2 separate regions of the Macaca mulatta genome follow, and region 1 is linked to region 2. The links are chromatin contacts, called in public Micro-C maps. All regions are on one chromosome and are shown on one strand. The core of a region is the stretch at or near the end of the contact, and the rest is flanking DNA. Distances in the headings are between cores, read along the strand shown.

Region 1 (4,337 bases), core at 198-2,697, 110 kb before region 2:
GCGGGCTGTGGAACACACGTCATACAGTGCTCTGGTCCCTGCAACAACCTCGGAGGCAAATGCGACGATTCTCCCAGCTTATAGAAGTACCTGCCCACAGTCACACATCTTGCAAGCATCCTCTTCACCACTCACTGCACTGCACTGAGGAGAAACCCCACCCAAGTTTGTCTAAACTAAAAGTAGAATTGTCAACGAGGACATTTTTTCAAATTACATCTAAAATGGCAAGAATAGCTTTTCTCAGAACTACTGGGCGGGACCTGATCCACTGTGAGAAGAGAGTCTTGTGCTCAGGAGCTGCAGGGAGTCACCAGGTCCACCCAGAGCGCCAGGCTTCTCCACCACAGACTCCCGAGAACCCTGAGCTGCCCATCTACACTACTGCCCTACAAAGGTGCAGGGAAAAGCACTTCCACACTTACTAGCCATGGGACCCTGAGGACTCTGGCAAACAGTGGGTTAGAAGGTCTAATATAAAATCTACGCGTTATCAATTAAATAAAAGTGGCCAGGCCTGGTGGCTCATGCCTGTAATCCCAGCACTTTGGGAGGTGACGCGGGCAGATCACCTGAGGCCAGGAGTTCGAGACCAGCCTGGGCAACAAGGAAAAACGCCATCTCCACTAAAAATACAAAAATTAGCCAGGCATGGTGGCGGGCACCTGTAGTCCCAGCTACTTGGGAGGCTGAGGCAGCAGAATCGTTTGAACCAGGGAAGCGGAGACTGCAGTGAGCTGAGATGGCACCACTGCACTCGAGCCTGGGCGCCAGAGCAAGAGTCTCAAAAAGAAAAAGAAAAAAAAAAAAAAAAAAAAAAGGCGAGTAAAAACTTTACTTGGATAAAGATGATGAAAGTTTTGAAATGTTAATTATTTTATAAATATACATATAAAAACCCAAAGTAATTGAAAATATTAGCATTTACATGATACCCCAAATGCACAATCTATTCTTCCAAGCTTCTAATATAAACCTTCTTAGGTAACTATTTTTAACATTGCTCTTGAGGAAATAACCGGAATTGTTTCCATAGTAATGATATTGAGGTATACGAAGCAGAATCTACGTACAGAACCCATAAAAATGGGAGAGAGTTGTCATTTGGCATGTTCTAATCTAAGAGCTCACCAACTCCTGCTCTAAGTGAAATTTTATTTGAGTTCTTTTAGAGAATGGTTTAAACTGCCTTGCTTTAAAGGGGGCAGCCGAACTCAATGAAATGGATCACTCTGGTATAAATTCCATCCACAGCCGTTTGCTACCCATAACACAGAGGCTTACCTTCCCAATATTTCCAGTAACTCTGCTATGCCATTATGATGCTCTGTTTCATAAATAAACCTAGAAAAAACAATTTTCCAATTAGAATTGGACACTGAACTAACGTGAATAAGAAAACAATGCCCTAGGGGGAGCCACGGAGCCAGGTAACAAGAAGCGCGTCTATTTGTGCAAACACACAGCCCGTCAGGAACCAAAGAAACTCCTCAAGGCCTGCAGCTGTAAATGCCTCAAGGGCAGGTCTTGCACAAATGTTTTTCTCAATATTTTATTTTGAAAAATTTCAAGCATCTAGGAAAACTGAAAGAATTCTACAGTGAACACCCATTTCAACACCCAGATTTGACCACGAGCAATGCGCTCCATCTGCTTGATCACATACACATCTGTTCATCCACCTTTTACTCATTCGTTAACCCATCTTACGTTTCAGCCATATTTCAACATAAGCCTATGTCTTAATTTTAAAGCCTGCAATATTTAGCACAGTTCCTGCAAAGGGTAGGAGTGATTCCTGAACACCTCTGATTCTACCTGCCCAGTTTCCCACTGACACCCACACACATCCTCCGCGCTGCTCAGGTGTGATCTTTCTGAAGCACCCATCTGTGACAGACCCCGCTCCCTTCCTCTGAGAAGTCTCTGTCCACTGCACTGCTTCTAGGGGACCCCCGGGACAGGCACCCCACCCTCTGCGCCAGCCCGTCTCCCTTCAGATGGGGCCACCATCTCGTGACTGTGTTCCCGGGACTAGGAGCAAGCCTGGCATCTGTTTGATGATGAAAACACGTCTGCTGAATAAACTGGGGACAAGGAGAGGGAACAGGGACATGTGAGGAAACAGGAAAATGTCCTCCCCAAAAAGGGGTCCTACAGAAACAAAGGAATCTCTCCTGCCCCAAGCCTCGAGCACCTGGGGTTGGTCTAGAGCAGCCCACGAGGGGTGTCCTGCATGAAGTGAGAGGGTCTGAAAGATCCCTGCCCATCAGATGAAAACCATTTGATTCGAGACAGCTCTAAGTCAAAAATAAGTTTGAGAAGATTAAAAAATTCAACTCTGGGCCGGGCGCGGTGGCTCAAGCCTGTAATCCCAGCACTTTGGGAGGCCGAGACGGGCAGATCACAAGGTCAGGAGATCGAGACCAGCCTGGCTAACACGGTGAAACCCCGTCTCTACTAAAAAAATACAAAAAACTAGCCGGGTGAGGTGGCGGGCGCCTGTAGTCCCAGCTACTCGGGACGCTGAGGCAGGAGAATGGCGTAGACCCGGGAGGCGGAGCTTGCAGTGAGCTGAGATGCGGCCACTGCACTCCAGCCTGGGCGACAGAGCGAGACTCTGTCTCAAAAAAAAAAAAAAAAAAAAAAAATTCAACTCTGAAATTTCATTCACTTTGTTTGAAACAAATGAAATAGAGTGACCTTAACATCCACAGGCGTGAAATATTTTTGAAGAATGGGTCTTAACATTTCTATGTTCCCAAACGATCAGAATGCACTGAGAGGTGGTGCTTGAATTGGGTCCTGAAGGAGGATTTTAACCGATTTTTTTTTTTTAATGGCAGTGTGGACAGGGAGAAGAACTCTGGCTGGAACAAAGGTCGGTGACGTGGAGTTGGGTGGGCAAGATGCGTGGAGAGGGTGGAAGGCCAGCTTAGAAAAACCGAAATCTGGCCGGGCACAGTGGCTCATGCCTGTAATCCCAGCACTTTGGGAGGCCGAGGCAGGCAGAACACCTGAGATCAGGAGTTCGAGACCAGCCTGGCCAACATGGCAAAACTCCATCTCTACTAAATATATAAAAATTAGCCGGGTGTAGTGGCACATGCCTGTAATCCCACATATTTGGGAGGCTGAGGTGGGAGGATCACTTGAACCCGGAAGATGGAGGTTGCAGTGAGCTGAGGTGGTGCCACTGCACTCCAGCCTGGGCAACAGAGACCCTGTTTCAAAACAAAACAAAACAAAACAAAAAAACCCGAGATCTGCTCTTGCAGGCGCCAGAAAGCAGAACCGTTAGCAGCGAGACGCAGCAGCACAACGACGCATGTGGCCAAAGCCTGAGAGCGAGGGAGAAACGCCACGAGGGCAAAGCTTGGTGCCGTGGGTGACAGGAACGACACTGGTGCCATGACAAGAAACAGAAAATGCTCTCCCCTGGTGTCCCTGAGCCTGCGCCTACCCTGACGTTTGGAAGCTGCGCCCAGGCAGAAGTCAGTGTGTGTGTCTACGCTGAGAGGTGCTTTAATTTACCAAACTCACCCGCAGGCTCCCTTGCAGCCGTGTGGCTTCAGTTTACTATTCCTCTCGCAGGGGCCTTGGGGAGCTGTGCTCTGGGCCCCTCCGAGGCAAAGAGCCCTGAACCCCTTCTGGTCTAGCTCCATCAGCTCTAACATTTACATGAGGGTGGCTTGCTGTTACAAGCCATTTTGTTTTCCTAAATCAATGTTACTACATTCTTACTGATAAATTCTTAATTTCTAATTTTTTAAACCTGCTTTGAAGTAGGCAGAAGAAAGAGAAAATAAAGACAGTTCTTTTCCTTCTTCCTTTTCCAGCAGAAGACAAACAGGGACACCATGGGAGGGAAACAGAGATCCCTGGGAGCCGGCGAGAGCGTTTCTCACTCTTTTAGCAGAAAGGGAATCAGACCCCCCAGACGCTGAGCTGGGAACCTGCTGGCTATGGAAGTCTCCAGAAGGGATTCTAAATGCCTTTCCTGCCTGTATGATGTGTTCCGGACTCATGGGAAGAGGCGAGGCCAGAACAAAGGGTAGAAGTGACTCCTGAACACCTCTTATTCTACTTCTTTCTTATTTACTTATTATTCTACTTATTTCTCTGAAGCTGGGCTGTCCTCGTGCCCTGCTTTGACCAATACAAAGGGCAGAAGTCACTCTGCACCAGTTCCAAGCCAAACTCTTAGGAGGACTGGGGGCCCTGCTTCTCCCCTCTTGGATGTGGCCATGGCTGTAGAAACTGCCACAACCTGGAGGAGCTCAAGGCATCACAGAGGCAGCGTGGGGACCTGCTCAGCAGCCCCTGGGAACCCTACG
Region 2 (4,400 bases), core at 1,386-3,885:
GCAGGGGCCTCGGTTCCCTTCCCTTCTCTCCCTCAGTCTGTGGCTTTTTTCACAAAAGGTACTTTCTTGGGCTCTGAGCTTGACATCTGTCAATCTTTTATCATGAAAGCCTGGGTCTTTCTTCCCTAAAAGCCCCTCCATAACCAGCTCCTCCACAGATCCCCCAGTTAGACAGTTTCTGCTCCGCTTTCCCTGGGCGCCCCTGGCATTGATTCCACAGTCTGGAGGAGATGCTCCTAGGAGCTGTCCCGGCTTTAGATGTTCAGTCACATACGTGCGTGCTCCAGTAGATAACCCTCTCCATCTCCTTTTCGTTTCACTATAGTGCCAGCCCAGCACTCACAGCGAGGACCTTGGGTAGAGGCCAATGACAGGGCTCCCCTGTGGCTTCTGACCCCAGCTAGAAGGTCAGCCGCATGGAAGGTGGCCCGGCCTGGGGGCTGGGAGGCGAGCCCATGGGTCCTGACTGCCATGGGGACACACTGAGGATAGGCTTCTGCCCCTGAGACAATAAGAAGTCAGCCCTCGGGCACAGTTCCGAAGGGGCCCTTGGCCCTTTGGCCACCACGCCCCACTCCTCTCTCTTGTCAGGGCCAAGGCCAGAGAGAGGAGCCACTCTGCCGGCCCTGCCCAGACCAGCCACCCGCTGCCTGCCCCACAACACTGTGACCTGATGCTCCCACCAACTCTGAGGGGACATCTTCTTCCCTGATGGGACATCAGCTCAGGAGGGCAGGCTCTGTCTGCATGAGACACTGTCTGTCCCTGGGAAGGTGAGGTGACCTCCCTGAGGAACGAGCTGCAGAGCTGCCCAAAGCAGATGCCACCAAGAACTTGGGCTCAAAGAGGGGAAGAAGGAGAGAGAGGGGGAGAGAGAGGGAGGGGGAGGGGGAGAGAGAGGGGAAGAAAGGGAGGGGGGAGGTAGAGAAAGAGAGAGAGGGGGGAGAGAGGGAGGAGGAGGGGGAGAAAGGAGGGGGGAGAGAGGGAGGGGACAAAGAGAGAAAAAGGGGGAGAGAGGGAGGGGGACGGGGGAGAAAGGGAGGGGGAGGGGCAGAAAGAGAGGAGGAGAGAGGAAGGGGGAGGGGGAAAAAGAGGGGATAGAGAGGAAAGGGGGAGGGGGAGAAAGAGAGAAGAGGAGAGAGGGAGGGGGAGGGGGAGAAAAGAGACAGGGGGAAAGGGGGAGGGGAGAGGGGGAGAAAGACAGAGAGGGGGAGAGAGGGAGGGGAGGGGGGGAGAGAAGGGGGAGAGAGAGAGGGGGAGAAAGAGAGAGGGGGAGGGGGAGAGAAGGGGGAGGAGGAAAAAGAGAGAGGGAGGGGAAGCGGGGAGGGGGAGAAAGAGAGGGAGGAGAGAGGGAGGGGAAGGGGGAGAAAGAGAGAGGGGGAGAGAGAGGAAGGTGGAGAAAGAAAAAGCAGAAAGTGGGGGGGGAGAAAGAGAGAGGGGGGAGAGAGGGAGGTGAAGGGGGAGAAAGAAAGGGGGAGGGGGGAAGGGGGAGAAAGAGGGAGGGGAAGGGGGGGAGAAACAGAGAGGAGAGAGAGGGGAGGGAGAAAGGGAGAGAAAGGGGAAAGAGAGGGAGTGGGAGGGGGAGAAAGAGAGGGGAGACGGGGGGGGGGAGAAAGAGAAAGGGGGTGAGGGGGAGGGGGAGAAAGGGGGGAGAGAGGGAGAGGGATGGGGAGAAAGAGAGGAGAGAGAAGGAGGGGTAGGGGGAGAGAAACGGGGGGTAAGAAAGGGTGGGGAGAGAGGGAGTGGCAAGAGGGAGAAAGAAAGAAGTGGGAGAGAGGGAGGGAGGGAAGGAGAGAGAGAGGGAAGGAGGAACACAGGGAGAGAAGAATGGAGGGAAGGAGGGAAGGAGAGAGGGAGGGCGAGGGGCTCCCTTGGGAGCAGCTGCCCAGGGCGGGTGGGCGCAGACGAGGGTGCGAGAGGGAGCGGGTGCTGGGGCGGGATCCTGGGTGCCGCTCCGGGACGCCTGGCCACGGCCACGGCGAGAGGACGAAGCCCCCGAGACGGGACGGAAAGGAAACGGGAGAGCGCGGTTCGCGCGTGGCCAAGCAGAGGGTTGGAGGCGCAGCGCAGGAGGCCAGATCCGCATCCTCCGCTTCTTCCCCGGGGGGCCGGCTCCCCTCCTTCGGGCTCCGGGGCGAGGCGGGACCGCGTCCTGGGGCCCATGCCGGAGGTTCTGGAGGCGGCCGGGGGGGAGCTGAGGGTCTCCTTGGAAGGCCGCGACAGACGACACTCGAGAAAACGTGGTTGGGGCAGAGGGGTGCGTCAGGCGCCCAGGAAGGCGCAGGCTAGCTAGGACAGGGGCGGGGCGGCTGGGGGGCGGCAGGAGGGCCCGGCGGGAGCCCACACGGGTGCGCCCGGCAGCCTAGCGGCTCAGGGGCCAAAGCCGCCAAGGTCGCTGTGCCACCGGGAGACGCAGGGCGGGTTGAGGCTTGGGAGGGTGGGGAAGGTCTGAAGGGGTCCCTGGGCAGAGGACAGAAGCCAGGGTCCCGGGAAACACGGTGGCTGTAAACAAGCCCTCCTCCTGGGTGTCAGACACCACCAACACCGCTGGTTCGTGGACAGCCCGGAGGGGACCCTGCCGCAGCCCCGACACCCGGCTCCCTCCCTGCTCCTCGGATGTCCCGTAAAACTAAAACTACAGACTCCTCCGGTGGCGGCAATGCAAGGCACCTGCAGCTTGAGGGAGACAGCTAGGGAGGAAGGCTGGGGAGCGGCTGCCCGGCGTTTTTCCATGGTTCAGGCCGAGCTGGTGCATCCTTAGCTTACAGAGAGGAAAGCAGGGCTCAGGCTGTGGGGTGAGCGCCTGAAATCACCCAGTCAGTGCTGCGGCCAAGCCCGAGCCTCAGTCCCTGGACTCTGGGTCTGGGGTTGAGCCAAATGCTGGGCCCCAACTCCCCCTTACCCCCCACACCCGCGCAAGTCCATGCTCCAGTGCCTCTCAAAATCCTCCCTCTCTGCAATTTTATCAAACGGAACAAACTGCCACCACTTATGTGCTAAGGACTAAGTGATACGCCACTTAAGAAGTATTTTTAATGCCGGAAAGTCCAGCCTGAATCTGATCAAGCCCTGAGGTCTAACCACCAGTTCTTAGGAAAATACAAGAGAGAGGGGAGTGTGTGAACCAACAGGGATGCGATCTGCACGCAGGGAACGTGGGGGAATGGCAGGAGCTGTCCTCCCCGCAGCACCCGGCAGTCGCGCCACCACACTTCAGCCCAGGTGAGCCTCCGCTGTGGGCTCTGACCCTTACATGCAAGCAGCGCCCCCCACCAAGCGGTGACAACTAAGAACGTCTCCAAACATTGCCAAATGTCCCTTGGGGGGCAAAATCACCCTTGGTTGACTATCATATCCCTCAAATGTATGGGAACAACCTGATTTAACAATTAAATTTCAGGGAGAAGAAGGAGAGGAGGAACCAGCACATATCACAACCTAGTGTAATGTATGTGCCTGATTTGGATCTCAGGACTCAATTCAATTCAGGACTCAAACCAACCAACTGAAAAAGGGAGGAGGGGAGGGGAGATTTAATGCTTACTCCTGAGACTAAGCAATTGCAGTTAATATTCTTAGGTGTGACAATCACGTTCTGGTTCTTAGAGTCCTTGCTGAAGGACACCACAGGTGGGACTTACAAATAAAATATGATGACTGAGATTTGCTTCAAAATAATGTAGTGTGGGAAGAGGGCCGTGCCCGTGGAGGAGGAGGCCTGGATAAGACAAGCAAGCCGGGTTGCATGTGGATGACGGCCAAGGCTGGGCAACAGGGACCTGGGGCTTCCCTATATGATTCCCTCGACTACTGTGTATGTGAAAATAGTCCAAATGAACACGTTATTCCGCCCTGCATTAACCCCAGCTCCTGTAGACCAGACAATCAGAACACCTTCCCTCATCTTTCTCCCAATCATATTTTCAGTGTTGGTGGTACAGTGGTGACCACAGCTGCCTCCGATCATATTTTCATATGGTTACCGGACTGACTTTTCTAAAGGTCCATCAGACTACTGCCCTGCTCACGAGATGCCAGCGGCTCCCCACTGCCTGCAGGAGAAAGTTCAAACCCCAAAGCATGGGGTTGAGCTCGGCTGCTGTCTCCCCTACACTTATTTTTCCAGGACTCATCTCTCAATGTATGGAAGAGATGAGTCTCTCCTTTATTTCAGGAATGCTGGGCCACTCTCAGATTCTCAAATGTCTTCTGACCCTGCCCTGTTTCAATGCCTGTTTCTCCAGCATGAAATGCCCTCTTCCCGTTTCCAAACTCTCACCCCCACACAAAGCTTTTGATCTACTCAGCCTTCAGCTCTAGCTCAAACGCCATTCTCTTTAACGTGTTCCCCACTCCTCACACATGCAGTCAGGCCCCACAATCTCCTCAGTGTTCTTAGG

The links. Hi-C and Micro-C count contacts between places; a contact is called where the count stands out from the background.
Region 1: a contact with region 2 is called in a Micro-C map of CD4 T cells, with 6 times the contacts expected there. The contact joins two enhancer-like sites. A contact is called at or near these places in 4 of 14 Hi-C or Micro-C datasets (CD4 T cells, blood, cortical neurons and 1 more).

Annotation. Positions count from the first base shown.
Region 1 is chr7:175,235,326-175,239,662 of T2T-MMU8v2.0, reverse strand. PPP2R5C (protein phosphatase 2 regulatory subunit B'gamma) reads right to left here. Exons shown (of 15, transcript XM_015144500.3): 8 at 1,285-1,344. Among named protein-coding and RNA genes, the nearest start is that of DYNC1H1, 78 kb to the left of the region's middle. Within about 2 kb of position 1,447, at least 5 of the 40 cell types and tissues checked have an H3K27ac peak or open chromatin away from gene starts, as enhancers often do. A contact at or near this core is called in CD4 T cells, where this site is marked.
Region 2 is chr7:175,126,031-175,130,430 of T2T-MMU8v2.0, reverse strand. The region is part of intron 2 of PPP2R5C (protein phosphatase 2 regulatory subunit B'gamma); the gene reads right to left. Among named protein-coding and RNA genes, the nearest start is that of PPP2R5C, 21 kb to the right of the region's middle. Within about 2 kb of position 2,635, at least 7 of the 40 cell types and tissues checked have an H3K27ac peak or open chromatin away from gene starts, as enhancers often do. A contact at or near this core is called in CD4 T cells, where this site is marked.